2 separate regions of the Anas platyrhynchos genome follow, and region 2 is linked to region 1. Evidence: chromatin contacts called from public Hi-C data. All regions are on one chromosome and are shown on one strand. Each heading gives the region's core, a stretch centred on a gene start, on an enhancer-like site or on the middle of the called end of the contact. The rest is flanking DNA. Distances are from core to core; before and after follow the strand shown. Region 1 has its middle 4.7 kb from the start of EN1. Region 2 has its middle 8.5 kb from the start of CCDC93.

Region 1 (3,939 bases), core at 1,086-3,585:
GGTGCCCGCCGTCGGGTCGCGGGGAGGGCTCCCGCATCGCTCCCGCAGCCCCAAACCAGCCCGCGGTGCCCGCAGCCTCCTCGGGAACGGGACGAAATCAGCGCTCCGATTTCGTTTTATTTAGCTTTTTTTTTTCTTTTCTCTTTTTTTTCCTTTCTTTCCTTCTTTGCTTTTTTTTTTTTTTTTTTTTTTTCTTCTTTCTGGGGAAGGCCGGTGGAGGAAACAGGGATTTAAATGAAAATTAAAATCGGATCAAAAATCCTTTGCATTTTTTTTTCTTCCTCGACGCCCTTATAGAAAGGAGGAAGTATAGAAACGTGGTTAATATACGCTGTGGTAATCCTATTTCTAGGTCTAGATCAGATCTCATTGGGGCCTTTGCTGAAGGACATAAATGAGTTGTTCTAATACAATAGATTTCATCCTTCCTACAGGGACCGGCTGACCAGAGGTTTTGTTAAAAGTGAATGCGAATAGATTTCTGCTACAAGTGCAGCATTATTATTATGAGCTGTAAGGTCAGACTATACATTCCGGGTCCCCAAAGCCTATAGACCCTGGGAAATGCGCGGGATATACCACGTCATTGTACCTGACAGTCTCTTCAATAGACTAATTCAATTATCGCTTGGGGATTCAGTCTTCATTGAAAGCAATAATAGCAGTGTAATTCGTTGGTAAATAGGTAGTGGAAGCAGCCCCGCTCGCAACTTTTTTTGCGGGGCACAGGTTTATATCTCCGGGCTTCAAAATCTCTCTCTGCACCGGAGCGGGGAAGGAGAAAGGGGAGGTTTTGATTTTGGAGGAGGGCCGGGGAAAGCCCGGCGGTGACGGCCGGAGCCCCGCAGCCCGGCCCGGGAAGCTCCGGGGCGCAGCCGGGGTTGGGTCCGCGCGTCCCCGCGGGCGGCTGCGAGACAGACACCGCCGGGACCACCCCACCCCAGCAATGCCGCCCGGCTTTCGGGACTCGGGAACTTCAGGGGAAAATTTGGGTTTCTTTTATTTTCTTTTCCTTTTTCATTGTCTTTTCCCTCCTTCCTCAGAGGGGTCGGAGATTAAAATAGTCCGGTGAAGTTTCTGTGGAGGGGAGGGAAAACTGTCCTTCTTGTTGTTAGCGGTGTTATTGGTTTGTTTCTTTACGAAAAATAGAAAATAAAAAGAAAAAAAAAAAAGAAAGAAAAGAAACAAGAAAGAAAGGAAAAGGAAAAGGAGAAAGAAAAGGAAAAAAAAAAAAGGAAAAAGAAAAATAAAAGGAAGAGGAAAAAGAAGAAAAAATAAATGAAAAAGGAAAAGAAAAAGGAAAAGAAAAGGAAAAAAAAAGAAACAAGAAAAAGAAAAAGAAAAAGAAAAAGAAAAAGAAAAAGAAAAAGAAAAAGAAAAAGAAAAAGAAAAAGAAGGAAAATAGAAAAGGAAAAACGGAAAGGGGAAAGAAGAAAAAGGGGAAAAAAAAGAGGAAGAAGAGGAAGAAGAAAAAGACAGAGAACCAGAAAAGACAGGAATAAAGGATAACCAAAGAAAAAAAAATAAAAAGAGAAAGAAAAGTAAAGAAGTTAAAAGAAAAACTAAGAGGGAAAAAAAAGAGAGAGAAAAATAGAGAAGGAAAAAAAAGAAAAGAGTAGACAAGACTAGAGAGGGAAAAATAAAAGAAAGGGAGAAGAGGAAAGAGAAAAGAGGAAAAAAAGGAGAGAGAAGAGAGAGGGAAGAGAGAGGGAAGAGAGAGAGGAAGAAAGAAAAGAAAAGAAAAGAAAAGAAAAGAAAAGAAAAGAAAAGAAAAGAAAAGAAAAGAAAAGAAAAGAAAAGAAAAGAAAAGAAAAGAAAAGAAAAGAAAAGAAAAGAAAAAAGAAAAACAGAGAGAAGGAAAGAAAGGGAAGAAGAAAGGAGGGAGAAGAGCTCGCTGCTTCCCAGTGGCCTGGCTGCAAAGCCCCTTCCCATCTGCTTCCCAAGCCCCCCCGCCTCCCACCCACCTCTGCAGCCCCCCCTACCTCGCTGCGAGCAGCACAAGTCACCTGGATCGGCTGCCTTAAAAAGTGCCGGCTCCCGGGGCCGTTCCTCTGGAGCTGCCCGGGGCAGGAACGCACCGGAGAAGGGCAGCGACATCCTCCCGACGGGCGAGCGGTCCGAGCGGCTCCCTGCAGCCCCAGCTGCCTCCCTGACAATCTGGTTTAAGTTACGGGGGATGTTTCCGAGGGCTGCCTCACCCCACTTCGGGTCAGATCCTCCCGTCCCCTCGCTAAATAGGCTACGAACGGGGGCTGAAAGTTTGCTCGGGGCTTCCCGCTGCGCCCAGCCCGGCTCCGGCAGGCTGCTCCCGGCGTGCGCCCCGCTGCACCCTGCCCGCGGTGCGGGACTGGCTCGCACCCATTTACATTGCGAAATCTGGTTTCAATTTCCTCCGGCTCTCCCTGCTACCTACGCCTCGCTCTGCTTCTGGGTCTGTTCGGCGAGCCGGCAGCCGAAGGGCGAGCTGGGGACACTTTGGCGAGGGCTCACGCCTTGCACCGCCCGGCCCCGGAGGGTGCCGGCCCCCGCCCTCGCCACTGCGCACCCGGGGCCGGGACCGGGGCCGGGGCCGCTCCGCGGGGCTCCGTGGCCGGGGGAGGGGGAACAGCCCCCAGCGCTTTTCCCACAAAGGGGCACACGCGGGTCCGACCCCTGTGGTGCGCCCTGCAGGGCTGGGGGGAGGTCCGTGGGGCGCCTCTCTCCGCGCAGCCCCACGCGTGCGGTGTTTCTGGGCTCCCCACGCGTGTGCGAGTCGCGTGTCCCAGCGTGGGTGCAGCGAGAGCGCAGGGGAAGGTTTTCCTTGCGTGTGCACACGCGTGTGCAAATAGGTGTAGCCGTCAGCTCGGGGGGCGCACGACCCCCGGCTTCCCACTCGGGCCGGAGCCGCCGGTCCCCACCCGTGGGGGTTCTCCCGCAGGACCCCCCTGGGGGCAGGGGGACGCCTCCCGTGGGAAGTTTGCCCAGCGCGGCGTGGAAGGATGCTCCCCAGGGTCCTCTCCCCGACCCTCAGGTGCAGCCCCCAAGGCTGGCTCGGACTCCAGCAGCGACCCCTGCCCACACTGCCCCAGGGGTGGGAGATGACCCGGTCTTTAATTTTAATTAATTTATTTTTTTTACCCCCCGGGTCCATACAGCAGCACCGGTGCCGGGGGCCACGGGTGTAATAATTTCTCCCTTCGCAGCCTGTAGGCAGCCCGGGGCTTTCTCCCCACCAGAGCTTGGGAGGAGCGCTCAGCCCCGTGTCCCCAATGCTGCCGTCCCCTCTGTCACCCCCCCGTCTTGCCGGGCCCGGGAGGCGCTGCCCCGGGGGGGCGGCCCCGGCTTGGGCCGGGCCAGGGTGCAGGCACCGGGGAAGTTTGAGACGGGGAGAGAGGGAGGGGGGGGAAGAGAAATCCTTTGTGTTTTTGTCCTCCTTTGTTCTGGAATTAACTTGACCGGTGGGGCTGGGAGGCAGCACGATTTCGATTTGAGAAAGCAGGGGAAAGGGGGGCTCTTTTGATCCTCGTCGGGGGAAACGCTGCTCGGGGAGGGGGCCGGAGGAGCGGGCACCGGAGCTGCCGGCTCTGTGCGGCGAAATTTCGTTGAAGGCACTATTTGTGCCTTGCACGGGAACTTTGGGCGTTAATTAGCCATGTTGCTCCTCCGAGCCGCTCCCGCTCCTCTCCGCTCATCCGTTCCCAGGGAGAGAAAACAGCGTGCGTAGGGCTAGAGCGCGGCAAGACAAAATAATCAGCTTTAAAAGTATGCCTTGACTTGGGGGGGGTGGGCAGGGAAAGGGGCAGAGAGTAAAGCAAAATAAGTCTATCGCCTGGAGAAATGATGCAATGTTACTGCTGCCCAGTGGCAGTAACCGGAATTGGGTCATTTTAGGGACAAACGCCGGCAAAATTCAAGTCACGTCCACTTTTGATATAAGGATGTGTCCTCCTTAAAAATTGT
Region 2 (4,031 bases), core at 1,440-3,939, 400 kb before region 1:
TCTAGATATTCAGAGGTAGGGGAAAAGCACGGATTGTAACCTGACTATTATTTGCAAATCATAGCTAATTTCAGCACAAACTGAACCTGGAAGTTAAGAAATTAAATACTTTTCTTTTTTTCCCCTAAATATATTCTTTTTCACAATGATGATCACCCTCATTTCCTTTAAGTTCAAGGTCAAATTAAAGTGAATTTAGTTAGAAATCAATAAAAGCAATTAGTAATTATGCTAAGCTTAGAAAACACTTTCTGGAATTCTAGTCTGCAAAGAACTGGTTTTATAAGGCTTTGGTTTGTGCAGCCTAACTCTCTCATACTTCAAAAGCTTTACAAAACCCCTAAAGATCAGGGAATCTTGCCAAAAATTAGATAAAGGTCAAGAATGTGGAAACCATGGAAATTCTTAACTGTTACGCAGGAGTGCTAAGCATATAATTCATGAAAAAGTCATGCTCACATAATTATCAAGTTATTTTTTAATTTATCACATAATCCTGATCCACATAATATTAATCTAATCGTTCACTTAATAAGATAGTAAAGCATTATCCTCTCCAAAGTGTAAGGATTATCATCAGAATGTCACCTGGCATAAAACTGTGCCGCATGTCTGAGGAAGTCTGTGTATAGCATATGGCAGTTATCCCAAAAGAGAAGTGATACGCCTTGCTTCCTCCCACCACTCACATCAGTGGGATGATGAATCTCCGGCCTGTGATGACTCCTAAAAATATCAACCTTGTTTCGGTGTCGATCAGGCTGCGGCAGAGACACCCAATTGGTAAACCTACTGTTTTGTGCAGGGAGGAATACTGAAGAAGGTTGAAGCAGTTGATGAGTTGGGGAAAAATCATTTTATTAAAAAATAAGTTAGAGATCAGGTCCATCAGTTTCCAAAAGGCTGGGAAGAAAAACATTACAGCTCCAAAAGCCTTAGCTGCGAATTCATAGAGGACAAAATTCAAATATAAAAAGCAAGAGAGTGCTGAGCCCAGAAGACCCAGGTTCTAGCTCAGTTGTTAAAAACCCACCTAGTAGGGTTCCATAGACAGTGAAAGTTCTTACATTCAGCTGTCTCTGAAGCCTGGAAGAAGCTGTCTCATGCAGAGAGAGTAAGCAGCCTACGCTCATTCACAGTCCCACTTAATGGCAAGACCACGTGCATACTGCAGCCAGAGAGGCACGCACTGCTTGCAACTGAGGGTCAGCTTCAGCAGAAGCTCTTCCTTTTAGCTCAGACATTTGTGATTCAGTCACACCAGCGGTCACATGCCAGAAGGGGAAGATCCCTCTTCAACAGCTCTGCAAGCTCCCACATGAGGCATGATTTCATTATTTCCTTTTCTACATGCCACAGGGCAGCATTGCCATCATGCTGTGCATCTAATGGCAGTCATGTGGCATGTCGATTTGGAAACAGCTGTGGATGCATGCTTCATATTCTCTCCTGCCTAGTCACAGGCACACAGGTAGCAGCTGCTATCGGTGCTACCTGCTATTTTTCCTTCACCAGTGATAACAGAAAGGAATCAGCTGGCTTGAGGGTGGATCTCTCTGAAGCTTTTTTGCTGCTGATTAAAGGATGGGTTATTTAATAAAGAAACCTGATGCCTCATGGATATGGCATAGTCAGTGTTACTAAACAATGAACATTAAAAATTCAATCTCCATAAATAATGTAATTGACTTAAATTCAATCTCATAAATAACGTAATTGACTTTAATCAGGTGATTTAATATATCTAAATTATATATCAATATGAAGGCTTTTCTATCTGCTTTTTGGCTTTTGAGCCCTTGGAGAGCTTCCTTTCCTCTCCTCTCCTCTGCTTCCCTCCTCTCCCCTCTCCTCTTCTCTCTTTTCTATTCTTCTCTTCTCTTTTCTTTTTCCATCAATGACAAAATGAAGAAAACCTTTCTTGTTTGTTTTTAAATTAAAACAGAGACTTTTCACTTAATCTCTTGATTCCAGGAGCTGGGCTTTAGACAAACACTGAATATTGCAGAGCCCATAACAAAAATAGGGAGAACTGGCAATGCCTTATTACACAGCCTCACATCTTTTAAGCAGGGCCACTTAGGACAAAGATTTACCTCTAAGATTTTTAGCATTTTTCTTACCAGTCAACTCATAAGCAGCAGTTTGATTGACTCCAGTGAATGTGTTAGATTTTTTAAAAAATTTATTTTTATTTTTTGTACTTCAGAACTAATGAGGTCTTTTTGTTGTAGAATTCTCCTAGCAATTTCTCTGCTGTCTCCAGCAGTTCATTTTTTTGTGAGTTTGAAAAGCTGGAGGTAATATGTTTGGAGTTATACCGTGCATCCCCAAAGCATGCCCTCTTATCAGTGACTACTCCTAGAAACAGATGGAAAGGGAATGCCTTGAAACTTCCGTGACTTTGCAACTCGGAAAAACATTCCTACAGACACAGTAACAGTTGGGCTATGTTGGAGGCTGTCCAGTCTAGTCTGGTCCAAATGGCAATTCAAAACATGGCTCATTCACAAAGCAAGCATAAAAAGCTGCCTCCAGCAAGCTCTGCTTCCCATTACTGCTGCCCTCTTACTTGGGATCCGTGCTACTTTTGCTTAGTATAAGAAATAGATGTGCAACTAGCGCTTATCTCCTAAATCAGCCTCTGTGTAGGGAATATAATCACCTCTTCCGGCTTTCTGTCTCTTGGAACTGCTCGCAGAGCTTAGTCATGCTCCTTTTGCACCATACCCCTGGCTAGTACTACTGTAACTGCAGAGACATGGTGCTGCTGTTTTTCAGACCTTTTACAAAGTAGAATCCCATCCTAAGAAGCCACACATTCCTGCAGATGGATCCAGCAGGAATTTTTTCCTTTCACTGTGGGAAGCCTGGGCCTGGTGGGAAGCTGAGCAGGCAGCACTGAGCCTTGCTGCAAGCCAGCAGTTCAGCACAGTCAGCATGGGGCAGAAGTGACCAGCTTAATTTCTTCATTTGTTAAAATTTTTGTAAAATTTGTTAAAATTTTAAATTTGTTATATTGTTCTACGGAGCTTAAGGACACTTCTGTCTTCATCTCTTCTGCCTAGGTTCTCTCCCACCTCCCTTTCTACTGCAGATTTAAAGAGAAATCTGGCAATGCATTTTCTTTTTTGTCATTCTCTTCCATAGCTGTCTATACAAAGTCTCTATTTGTATAGCAGAAAATAATCTGTATTTTTTTTTTTTTTGATTTAGAAAGTAGGCTGAAATGAGCTGCATATGCTGTATCAGAATGTCACATCAAGACTCACCTGCCTCTATTTCTGGAGCTGTATATGATGTGAGGCAGCATGCTGTAGAGCAGCGAGAGGTGGAGAAGTCAGCACAAGCAGGAGAAAAGTTGCAGCTGTTCTTAGTGAGGGTCAAGGTGTTGAGATGCTCACAGAAAACAGGTCTGTGCTGAGCTGTAAGAGAGAGAAAAAACAAGTCTGCTTTTAGTAAGAAGTGAAATGGGGTTGCAAAATAAAATGGCAAATGGACTGTCCATGCTGTGCAATGTCAGAAATGCCAGTGATAAGCCATGGATTTGCCAGCAGAGGCAAAATTTCCAACATTAGGACAGTTCTGAAGAGCTTCTGGAAGAGGGAAGGGCTGCCTGCATATATGCTGGGTGGCTGTGCCGAAGCCTGGCTGTTCACGTAGGAGAAACCAAAAAGAAGAAGAAATGAGTTGTGAAAGGGTTGGAGTCAGAACTATTATTTCAAACACTTTATGGAGAAATAACAAAGAAAGAATCTCTGTAGCCTTTGACCATGTTCAGCTCTAGACCACATTCTTTATAAAATTTTTCAATTAACTTTCATTTAAGAGGTGGAAGATGACTATTCTGTTCCATGCCTCATCCAGAGCTGTTTAAGAAAGGATGGGGACCTGAGTCTGTCCACCAGAATACTCGCTGGTGCTAGCAGGCAACCCAGCACTGGAGAACTCTCATGCAAGTCTGGTCGCCCCAAAGGTTATTGTTGCACTTGGAAACTGGTGTGCTGGTGTTCTGTTCTGATGCTTTTGCA

Evidence for each region. A called contact is a pair of places that touch in the nucleus more often than the background predicts.
Region 2: a contact with region 1 is called in a Hi-C map of subcutaneous adipose tissue, with 3 times the contacts expected there. The contact joins two enhancer-like sites. A contact is called at or near these places in 2 of 8 Hi-C or Micro-C datasets (F1 follicle and subcutaneous adipose tissue).

Annotation. Positions count from the first base shown.
Region 1 is chr7:8,537,572-8,541,510 of IASCAAS_PekinDuck_T2T, reverse strand. No RefSeq gene overlaps it. Among named protein-coding and RNA genes, the nearest start is that of EN1, 4.7 kb to the left of the region's middle. Within about 2 kb of position 2,335, at least 1 of the 8 cell types and tissues checked has an H3K27ac peak or open chromatin away from gene starts, as enhancers often do. A contact at or near this core is called in subcutaneous adipose tissue, where this site is marked.
Region 2 is chr7:8,942,664-8,946,694 of IASCAAS_PekinDuck_T2T, reverse strand. No RefSeq gene overlaps it. Among named protein-coding and RNA genes, the nearest start is that of CCDC93, 8.5 kb to the left of the region's middle. Within about 2 kb of position 2,689, at least 2 of the 8 cell types and tissues checked have an H3K27ac peak or open chromatin away from gene starts, as enhancers often do. A contact at or near this core is called in subcutaneous adipose tissue, where this site is marked.